Linked DNA regions of Mus musculus: region 2 is linked to region 1. The links are chromatin contacts, called in public promoter capture Hi-C maps. All regions are on one chromosome and are shown on one strand. The core of a region is the stretch at or near the end of the contact, and the rest is flanking DNA. Distances in the headings are between cores, read along the strand shown. Region 1 holds the start of Bhlhe22 (basic helix-loop-helix family, member e22). Region 2 holds the start of Gyg (glycogenin).

Region 1 (5,758 bases), core at 2,311-4,810:
ATTTATCTTTTCTTTTGGTCTTCAAGCATTTGAATGCAGAACTTTTGTTTTAAAAGTCTTTAAGAAAATGTACCCACCTTGGCAGGCCCTAGCATGGCCTAGATTCTGTACATGTGGGAGAGACTTTCAGGGAGACCCTGGCTTTTTAAGGATCAGGAACTCTAGACACGTTCTGGGTCTAACCACAGACTTCTTTCACCTCTGCTCCATGGCCATCCCCAGTTCTTGTCCTCTTAGTAACCATGTGAACTAAGGCTACTCATAATTTGTGCAGCACTGCCAAAACTTTGGTTCCACTTTTTATGAAACTCCTTTCTTTTCCTTTCCTTTTTTTTTGTTACTTTCTTCTACAAAGCACAGCAAAATAAAATGTTTGATCAAAATATTTTAATAAAGATTCTTTCTGACATAGATACACATACAAATGGTCGTACATAGCTGTCATAGTCTGATTGACCTATTTAATATATATATCATTCTTTACACATCCAAAACCAACTGATAGATCCATCATAGCTCTGAAATCACCAGACAAACTGAATTTGTATTATCTGTAAGGAGTGGAAAATAGCAAGACTCCATTTTAAAAGGGGGTGTTCTGGATTTTCACAGGAGGAAAGGCAGGCAGATCGCCATGCAAACTAAAACTGAAAGCTCGCTTTGGGTAAATAGCTTCTTCCTCTTCCGTAGCTTCATTTCATGTCTTTTAAATTTTATTTTTCTTAGAAAAATAACAAAGGATTTCACACCATAAGCAAATGAAACCAGTCTTTTAACTTAATAAGTCATCACAGGAGGAATAACTTATATATGTACATCTATATTAAAAACAATTAAATTAGACCTTTTAAAATGCACAGCACAACCTGAAAAATATATTTGCCTAGTATGTTCTTACTTGTAAAATCTATTGCTGTGATGTTTTTCTGTTTTGGAATGCAAATAGGTCCCCTTTTGGAAAAGAGATCAATTCATTCATCAATTAAGAATACACCTTTCCTGTAATTTTTGGACTGAAGCAATTTATTAAAGCTCAATTTAAATACATGGACGATGCAACTGAAAATATCCAATGCCCTTTCAAAAACCTCAGCAGCTCAGATACATCAATATTTCTCTTCATATTTGTTGGCAAATATACCCTTTGAACACTAGGCACACAGTGTAAGTTAATATATAAAACAGAATTTTAGAAGCATTAAAAAAATCTACACTTAAGACCCAATACCTTAACACATAATAAATACGGTTGATGTGGATCATTGAAGAATAACAAATAAATACCATAAATTGTTAATACATCATTGCAGAGTAGAAAGCAACAAGGTGCACATAAATATTTTAAATGCAATTCTTTCAGCCACAGCCTGCTTTTTAATATCACTCTCACCAAAACTTTGAGCATTTTCACGGAATTTTAAGTTCAGAGACAATAAAAAATACAAGTCTTTCATAGCAACATGTCTCTCTGCTTTCCCCTCCACTTAAATAAAGTCTGCATTTCAAGTTTTTCTCCTGGCTCAGAATCAAGATGTATTTTCGAGTGCCCTTTCTGATTTGTCTGAATGAATATTCTGTCCCCGAGCCTCTCAACTCTGAACCCCTCTCCCTTTCATCACTTGCCAATTGTCAGGTGTTAGTAGGATTAGTATTTTGCCACTCAGTACTTTTCTCGTCTAATAATCAAGCACTACTTTTCAACTTATTTTCGCCTCCAAAGAAGACTGTACTTCCTTGAGATCTAGGGAGCCACCAAAGTTGCCACTTTTCTGAGGGGAAAAAGGAAGCACACTTCATCCGCACTAAACCTCCCTCTCCCCTCCCTCCCCACCCCAAAGACCGAGATTCCGGGCTTGCCAAGGCTGAATGTCCGGTTTGTCTCTGATACTTCTAAGTTCCTGCCTCTGCTTTGTTTGCCCTGCAAGTGTTTCACAACTTAGGAGAGGACCAAAGGAAAAGGAATGGGGAGCAGCTTCTCACTTTCCTCTAGCTTTGGGGTCGGTCTCGAGGTTTTCGAAGAAGGGAGTGTTTAAGGCTTCTCCGTGCACTGTTTGCAGAGGCTGGACGAGACGCTGTTGAATAGGGCACACTTCTCGGGGCAGGAGGCAGCGGGCGGCAGCCCTGCACTGAACGGGTAGCCGGCCGCCTGCTCGTAGGCGCCGAGCGCCGGGTGCAGGGCAGCGGCCGCCGCAGCCGCGGCCGCGGAGCTGGGAAGAGAGGCTGCCGAGATGGCCTGGCCTTGGTTGAGGTAGGCGACTAAGCGCCGCATTTCCTCCAGGGCCTGTGCCTGCATGAGGATGTAGTTCTTGGCGAGGAGCAGCGTGGCGATTTTGGAGAGCTTCCGCACTGAAGGGCTGTGCGCGTAAGGAATGACCGCGCGCAGCTCATCCAGAGCGTCGTTCAGGTCGTGCATCCTCCGGCGCTCGCGAGCGTTGATGTTGAGGCGCAACGCCTTCTGCTCTTTGGATTTCTTGCTGCTGCCGCCGCCACCGCCGCCGCTTCCGCCGCCACTTGTGGGGCCCCCCGGGGGGAGGCCCGAGCCACCATGCAAGTGGGCGTTGGAGCAGCCCTCGGCCACCTTGGCGCTGCCGCCCCCCGCTCCCGGCGATGCCCGCGGGTCGGGGCCCCCGGCTCGCAGCACCAGCTCGCAGCGGCCGTCGCTGTCGTCGTCGGGGCTCTGCTCGCCCCCGCTGCTCTCGGCCACGGAGCCGCGTCCGGCGCTCTCGCCGTACTTGAGGCACAGGGCAGCCCCCGCCGGCAGGCTGCTCAGGCTCGGCTCGCCCCCCACGCCCGCTGAGCCCACGAGCAGCCCCGGGACACTCACCCCGCCGCCGCCGCCGCTCGCGCCACCGCCTCCTCCGGGCGGAGGCAGCAGCAGCCCAGCCCCTTCGGGATCAGCGGGCTCGAAACAGCCGAGGGGCGACGAGGACGACGCCGGGCGTTCGCGAGTTGGAGGCGCCAGGGACAGGTCCATGCCCGGGGGTGTGGAGCGAAAAGCCGCCTCCAGGCGCTTGGCGGCGGAGGTGCCCAGGCTCTTGTGCAGGAAGAGGTCGTCTTCGCTCGCGGCCGCCGCACCGAGGTGCAACCCGCGTTCCATCGTCCGGGCCAGCCGCCACCTGGGCTGGAGAGTCAGGCGGCCGCACAGACGCGCGCCGGCGGGGTTCCGGAGCTGCTGCGTGCGTCGGTCCCCACGCTGCCCGCAGCCCTGTCCCCTTCTTTTTCTTTTTCGCCTTCCCCCGCGCTCGCCGCCTCCTCTTCTTCTTCTTCTTCGTCTCCAGCCGACGGTGCTGGCTGCTAAGGCTCACCATGGGCCGCGGCCCCTCATGGTGGGAGGCTGGTCTCGGAGGGAGCGGGGCTGCCGCCGCTACCGCCTCTGAGTCCAATCCCGCGCCTGCTCTACGCACCGTTTATCTTGCTTGGATTCACCTTCAAGAGATTTCCGGACCCATCAACCAGCCGCCGCCACAGACGGGGGAGTCTTTTACATCATTATCTCTGAGTAGGTTATTATGAAGAAGACTCGCCTGTTGGGACAGCGCTTTCTACCCAATCAGGTTAACGTTTTAATTAATAGGATTAAAACGGTAACAAACAATCGCAAGCGCTATCTGGCCGCGAGTCTGAATAGTTTCATTTCCCAGGTCTGAAGACAGGCAGCAGCCAGAGCTTTATAAAAGGCGCCTGCTCCATTATTCTGCCTGCCATCTGTATACACAGCTTAGCGCATATGTTTGCAAGGCGCTGGGTCCTGTTAGTAACCCAACAACTGCCTTTAGCTTGACATGTGTGGCGACTTTCACTCATCAATGAGCACACTAAAAGCCCTACTTAGAGCCGAGGATGTTCTTTGCTCCTTCAGCAAATTGTATATCCGCGGTAAAGACTGGGAGTCCAGTGGAAAGCCCCCGCCCCCACTGAGCACCCCCCACACACTACCCTTCACTGGGCCACTACTGTCTCAGCTTGCTTAGTTACCCTCATAGGAGAGAATTCTATATCTCCCTGTTAATAGCATGTCTGCATTTATAGATGGAACCTGGGGGCTGGGGGTAGGGGTGAGGTCCCTGCTGGCTTGTCTCGAATTTACCCTAGATTTTCAGCTAGTATGTCAGCAATGCAAGAGCCAACCCAGATTTTCTCCGCACCACTTTTCCCACAGCCCTCCACTGTCCATTTCCTATATAGATGGAAAAAAAATCAAACAATTAAAGAAAGCAACAAAATGATGACCAAGTTGCTTACATAGCCCGTTTGATTTAAAACTCGGAGGGGGCGGAGTGGGGGAGGCCTTTGCCGAGTCCCCCACGCTGTTAAGTTGGTGGTGAGAGAAGCTCACTGCTTCGTGGACAGAAAGAAAAGAAAAACTAGTCTCAAACTTTCCTCAAGATTAAATCCAGTTGCTTCGCAAGAGGGAACATTCAGAGTGGAATCTTCTCACACACCAAGTGGGGGCATTCGTGCATTTAGCTGCTCTGAAGACGTTTGGGGACATCTGGATCCGTCTGGGCTGTTCCTGCAGGGTTAGTTCAGGGCAGAATTGTGGAAACAAGAGCTGTCTGGATGGAGATAGTACACGTGGTCCTCGTGCTTCTGAGTCCAGTTTCTCGAAGCACACGATATTTAGTGGCTAGTTTTCATCCTTATAAGTAAAAACCGTATTCCCTCTTATCTGGCAGAATTACTGAAGGCTGTGCAGTTTGGGGTTTCTCTGGTTTCATTAAAAAACCTTTTAATTGTGGCTTTCAGAGTTGGCCCCAGGTGTTGGACTCTTTTCATTATATTTTGCTCTAATGTGATGAAATTCTAATTCTCTCCTTACCATATGGTTAAATTTCCCCACTGAGAATTAGTTGAAAAGGGAGAAATAATCTATTAATCTCTGTAATAGATTCACAAATGAGGTTCATCTCAGAACCTGTTTTTGAATGGTAATATCAGAACAGTTGGGCACCTTATTTCATACAGGAAACGTGAGGGCGACACAGAAATGTCTACATTGTCACCTGGAAAGGATGGAAAGGAACCTTGGTTCTACCCTTGCAGAATGGAAAAGTCATCTGTAACTGGTGTTCCTTCGGCTGAATCGGAACCCGCAAACGGACTGCTGGAAGCTGTATTGCTTGAGATCCTGCGGTTAACAGAAGGCCTGCCAATGTGTATAGCTGTGGACCATAGCCGCTTTGGTGCGGGGCGGTGCCTCTTTTGCGCTCTGGGCTCGCCGCCTCCTCTCTCCCTCCTCTGTTCCTCGCAGCTGTTAGCCTGTCCCTTTAGGAAGCTAAAGACACAGACGCGCTAGTGTTGTTGTTTGTCAATTAGCAGCTTTGTTTTCAGAGGGATCATAAAGGAAGGGTCTCTATAAACTTAGGCTAATGAGAGGCTCCTATCAGGCTACTAACACAAGATTGGAGGCTAGCACCATGGGGATTCTGCACAGACTGGCTAAAAGTCTTCATTAAAGTCTAACTTCGTTTGCCGGTGTGTGTTTTTCTTGTGCTCTCTAACTTTCCTTAAGATGCCTGAATTCCTTCGGGTTCTGGAGAAGGTATTTAAAAGGCACACGGTGTAGCAAATACCAGCTTGATAGGCGCTCTAACTGGCTCCGAGTATCTTCCAGGGTAACATCCAGGAGGAGATTTTACAAAACATGATGGCATGAGGCATCCCGGTTTCCCTTGTCCCACCTCTGATGCCTTCCAATCATCCAAAGCTCCACAACAGTTTTGCTCAACTTGATTCCCCTAGGTATTAACCAGCCACC
Region 2 (5,758 bases), core at 1,147-3,646, 2.1 Mb before region 1:
TGTAAACTCTAACTCTCTCTCTCTCTCTCTCTCTCTCTCTCTCTCTCTCTCTCTCTCTCTCTCTCTCTCTCTCTTCTCTCTCTCTCTCTCTCTCTCTCTTCCTCCCTCTCTCCCTCCCTCCTTCTTCTCCCTCTCTCCCTCCCTCCCTCCCTGCTCTCTTGGAACCCAAGACTACCAGCACAACCCACAAGGGGCCCTTCCCCCTTGATCACTAATTGAGAAAATGCCCCACAGCTGGATCTCGTGGAGGCTCCCAACTGAAACTCCTTTCTCTGTGATAACTCCAGCCTGTGTCAGGTTGACACACAAAATCAGCCAGTACATGGGTTTTTTTCTGTTTTTTCTTTTGTTTTGTCTTTTGTTTGTTTGTTTACATGACCCATCTATTATCCTGGAAAAGAGCCACTCACCATTGAAGCACCTACTACTCTATCTCCTTCCTCCATTTAAGTACAGTTTAAGTATAGCCTTTACACCTCCTAAAGAGAGCAATTCTTGTAAGCACACAAGGTTTGAGTAAGTGGAAAATCGTGTTTTCCCTTTGCCCTGCAGTTTTGTTTCTTAAAAATGACATATATGCCAAGTACTAGAAGGTCTTCCTAACATGGTCCATTGGCCTTCAAGCCACAGTGGGTATGGAAAGACTAGGAAGGACTCAAAAGAGCTTCGTGAAGGGTAACACTTCAAAAGCTCTGACCTTAAGATCCTAGCGCTTGGGAGGCAGAGGCAGCGGATTTCTGAGTTCAAGGTCATCTTGGTCTACAAAGTGAGGTCCAGGACAGCCAGGGCTACACAGAGAAACCCTGTCTTGGAAAAAAAAAAAAAAGAAAGAAAGAAAAAGATTCCGATTCTATGTGTATCCCTGTATTCTCACTCAGAAAACTCAGGGAGGAGACTCATTTTAGGCCAGAAATAGGAGGGCAGCTTTGCCTTCACAACTAAACCTTGTACCAAACAACAATGAAAATAATCACCTTAGTTTCTCAGGGCAGGAGGACAGCACAAGCCTGATGTGTACAAGACTCTGTGTTTGAGCCCTAACATTGCAGATTAAAAAAGAAAAGAAAAACATCTTATTCTATGCTGGCTCCTCCGACCTGATCACTACACATTGTAAGCCCAACTGACAATACTGCAAAAATGTATAAAGTTAATACAATATCAGTTAAAAATAGAGTGTAGTTTTCAAATGATGCCTCTAGGAGACCTGGACTAAAGAACAAAAATTGACTTTTTAACTTGTACTGGTTGAGTCTAGTGGAGGAGGTCTAAGCCCACAGGCCAAGGAGCAATGGTGTAGATATGGCCTAGGATGATGGGTGTGGGACTGTATCTTTATAGACCCTCTGTGAATATATAGAATCTTCTGCCACATCTAGTACCCAGTGCCATAGCCTAGCAAAAGAGTAGCATTTATGTGTTTACCTTAATGCTCTCACTGCTGCCTGGGGACTGGGGCAGGTGTTCGGCATCATGGAAGAATACCATATTGCATATCACTAACCAATGAAATATCAAAATTCAAAGTGGTTTCTGATGATGGATAATGCTTTTGAACTAATATGAAGTTGGAAATTGGAAGTTCAGCAACGACTGTAAGTTGAGGACTATATTGAGGATTGCAGTGCTGTCTTTCCCTATTCTTCAGTATCTGTTTCCTGCTTTGAGTTGATATTGTCACCGTTCATTATTGAGAAAAGATTTACAGAGCGCCGATCCACCATTGCTGTGCTTGGGCCGAGTGGGTGGGAGGGAGAATTGTGTTTGCAAGGTGCAGGCTACATTAGAAAAGTATTTCTCAACTTCCCCCCTGAAATGACAAATTGGCCTTCAAGATTTGTGAAATAGATGAACCGAAACAACTGAATTACCTAAGCAGAATTACGGGAACTTACTACCCTTTATCCAGAACCAGTATGCTAAAGGCACTGGGGCTTTCTATGGGAGTGTGTTGATCTGAAACAAACCTCTCCTCTTAAGGCTTATTATCATAGCAAAGTAACTTAACTTTCTGAGCCTGAGTTTCTCCTACCTACAAGTATATGGCATTATGGGATTCCTATGCCCTTGACTTGGTAAAAGGGTCTTAACTACCTGATTAAAACCAGTGGTAAGATTCTAAATATTTGGCAAAACCGTTCTCTTCAGTTTAAAAAGTTTAAATGAATACTGTAACTGGCGTGGCTTTCGAGAGGTCTCTGTTAATTGAAAGTTTATTACCCTTCCTTTTCCTGCCACAGGCCACACAGCTCTGCCCCCTTTCTTTCCCAGGCCCTGGAAGGAACGCCCGCGGCGCAGTCCCCAACAGGTGTCCCCTGGGCACAGCAGCCTGCGGGTCCCCAGGGTCGCCCCGCCCGCAGTGCGCACCGGGGAGGATGCGGCCTGGGCTTGAGCCTGCGCGGCCACGTGACGGCCGCTATAAGAGCGGCGGGCTGCGGACTCCCGCCCTCCCTGCTGGCCGCGGTCACCTACCGGCGCCCGGCTCCTCCGACCCACCCGGCCACACTATGACAGGTACGCCCCGCGTAACCGGGTCCCGCGACGTCGCCGCCCCTAAGCCCGGGAAGCTCCGGGTAGCTCGCGAACCGTGGAGAGCGGCTCCGGCTGCTAACCGAGCCGCGCTGCAGAGCGGTGGCTTCCGTCTCCCGCATCCGGGGAAGGCCAGGCGGGGTGGGGCGGGCGCCGGACGCACCGGGGTCGCACGGAGCCCGGAGGTGCTCCTGCCATGGGGAGCAGCAGGCGCCCTACGGAAACACCGGGTTGCGGCCCTGCTCTGGCCGCTGCACTGATCCTATTTTTAGGCCTCAGCAGCCGGGTGCTGCTACATGGGAGCCGGCTAGCGCCCCGGGCGGGCCTCAGTGCCACTTGTTGCAAAGTGTCAGGCCCTAGGCGAATAAACCCCAGGACTGGGCACTAGAGGTAACTGGCCCTTCTGAAAGCTTGAAGCTGTAGCCTGGGTTATGACAGCAACTGAACGGCCATCTGAAGGTTAAACCACCCAGCTGTCAATTGTCTTACTGTCCATTTGTAGGCTAAGTCTGGTGTTTTAGCTTGTGTTTATAACATCTGGCCCCTCCTTTTGTTAATTTAACCTGAGAAAGCATAGCGTAGCTTCCTGTAGTTTTTACATACCCGTTTATTACACCACCTCTACGTTTCTCCGCCACCTCCTGAAGTCTCTTTGGATTTAACACATTGTGCTCATTTTTAAGTACTTTTGGGGCAAAATGGTTTTGAAATGTTACTGTCTCAGAAATGTTCTAAGAATAACACAGGCGAGTATCAGCCGAGGTTGATGGATGTGGCAAATGTCATTACAGAGTATAATTGACTGGAGGTAGGGAATTCACAACTTTCTTCATCTTGGTAGTGTAGTGGGTTGTTCTGAAAGATGGCCCGGTAGTATGAGTTAAAATGGCTTTCAGGTTTCCTTCTGGGGAATGCGCTGGATAACCAGACAACCCACCCACCACACTGTCCCTGCTCAGTGGAATTCCCACTGCTTCTAGCATCCACACCGGAAAATAAGCAAGGGGAAATGAGGAAACCTGAGAGTAACACTGACAAAATCTCCTAACTCTCTTCTTGGACATCAGTCACCCCAAATGACTGCTGTGGAGCTTGAACCTTAGGATCCCTATGCGCTTTGGAGCCCCAGCAACTGCTAATGTTAAAGTCCCCGTCAGAGGTGGTCCCCAGAGTAATCTTACAAAAAGCCTGAAAAATCTTACAGGCTGATATAATGAGGACTCTTCAGTGGGAGAAAGAATTCATGTTTGACTTCTGTTCTGGATGGGGGTTTGGGAAAATTGGCATGTATGTCCATGTCTCTTGTTAGGGGAGGAGGGGAGAATGGGGAAGGTGGTATATTGCTCATTTTCCCAGAAAAGTAAAGGCAGCTGGCCATGGGTTACACCTTTAATTACTAGTACTTGGTATTGGAGACAGGGTTGTTGTCTGGTCAGCTTGGTCTATGCAGCCAAGCCCTAGCTCAGAACAATAAAAGCTGGGAACATAATTTATCGGTAGAACGCTTCCCTAACGTATGGAAGGTTCGGAAGCATGCAGATTGGGACCCCAGGGAAGAATGTGGGTTAGGATAAAGAAAAGACAGAGAAAGGAGATAGAGATGGAAGGAGACAACAAGAGAGAGGTTGGATAGAGTCGGCGTCTAAACTCACCAACAGTGATTGGTCTCTAGTAGGTAAGGCCGCTGTGGGAAGTTCAGTCTTGGCAGATGCTCAGTTACTTTCTGGGGTGGTGGGTAAGGAGGATCTTGCCTGGATGAAAATACCACTCACCAGGCCTTGTAAGAGCAAGGAAGTGTGCTTCGGAATATTCTCATCACCACCCGTTTCCTAAGCTCCACTCCCGGGGTACAGTTTGCTCTAAGGATTTGTATGGACTCTAACTGGGGTTTGAGTTTTGTGGTTGTTGTGATCGTCTTGGAGGTTACCTGGCATTCCTGCTAAGCTGCAGGTTTAGCCTATTCCTAGATAGATACCTGTGTGAGCTTTCCCACAAAAGGGGCCGCTGCCTCATTAACTAAGTTGATCTGTGAGATGATTTTGCTGAACTGTTGGTTGAGAGAACACCTGGGGAAAATTCTTTTCAGCTGAGATATGCTTCTTTTTCTTTGTATTAAGATCAGGCTTTTGTGACGCTGACCACAAACGATGCCTATGCCAAAGGTGCGCTGGTCCTGGGCTCATCTTTGAAACAGCACAGGACTACTAGGAGGATGGTTGTACTCACCAGCCCACAGGTTTCAGACTCCATGAGGTAAAGATTACCTGCCTGTCTGTCTCCTTGTCCTTGGAACACTAACACTCTTCTCCCTTGTACCAGTGGCACGGAGCCTGCACCTTCCTGGGGAGCGGAGCACTAAGTAAAAACAGATAATCAATGCCAAGCTAAAGATTATGGAATTTGACATTCCTTCCCCATTTTGGGGAGATGTCCCAGGATTCCTCCAGGGAGGTTCCGTCTGTATTCCATCTTCCTGATTCCATCTCAGGAGAGAGAACTGCCCCCTTACTGAGTCTTCTGAGGGGGATCCTGCCAAGTTCTGTCTGTCCTCACTCGTCTGTAGTCCTTTTCCCCCAAATGAAACTAGGATTGTATTGTTTCCTGCAAACAAGGAAACCTTCAGGTGCTATTGAACATTGTCATTTCTAGCTGATATTTGTCACCTAGTGATCTTTATGTATGAGAGAATAAAGTCCTTCTTATTAGGCTTCTGAAACTGCTATTTTGTTGGGGACACATGCTGCGAAGTGTAAGCTGCTTATTGATTCATTGGTTCATTTTGAGTTTGGAAATTCAGTTTGCGATATCTGTATAGTAAACTTAAGAAGATTTTGGTGTTTCAGCAGCTTTGTGCTGTCTTGTTTTTACTACCTCCTGGCCTTCTTAGAAATTGAGAATACCTTATATTTTTTTAAAATGTAAACATAGGCCAAGGGCCTTTAAAAAATAAGGCACTATACATATGTGCATATACATATATATGTATCTTCCACATTAATGACATTGATCCTACATGGCTCTTGAGAAAGGTGCTCCAAACTCTTTCTTCTGATATATCCATTAGTGAGGATGTGAAACACCCAGATCTGGTCTTGTACCCCACTACCATGACTCACTACAGTCGCCAGTGTCAAGGCCAAGGTTGCTCTGTGAACTAAAATGTATTTGTTAGCCAACTTACCTAACTTGAGAGATGAAATGCAACACCAATCTTTCTTCTGTTAAAGGC

Evidence for each region. Promoter capture Hi-C pulls out the DNA fragments that hold promoters and counts their contacts.
Region 2: a promoter capture Hi-C map of liver shows a contact between it and region 1, with 7 times the contacts expected there. The contact joins the promoter of Gyg here to the promoter of Bhlhe22 in region 1. A contact is called at or near these places in 2 of 39 promoter capture datasets (cranial neural crest and liver).

Annotation. Positions count from the first base shown.
Region 1 is chr3:18,052,127-18,057,884 of GRCm38.p6, reverse strand. Bhlhe22 (basic helix-loop-helix family, member e22) reads right to left here and starts at 3,560. Exons shown (of 1, transcript NM_021560.4): 1 at 371-3,560. The coding sequence starts at 3,097. The coding sequence ends at 2,030.
Region 2 is chr3:20,151,754-20,157,511 of GRCm38.p6, reverse strand. It overlaps Gyg (glycogenin), which reads left to right and starts at 2,396. Exons shown (of 7, transcript NM_013755.4): 1 at 2,396-2,514; 2 at 4,647-4,782. The coding sequence starts at 2,508.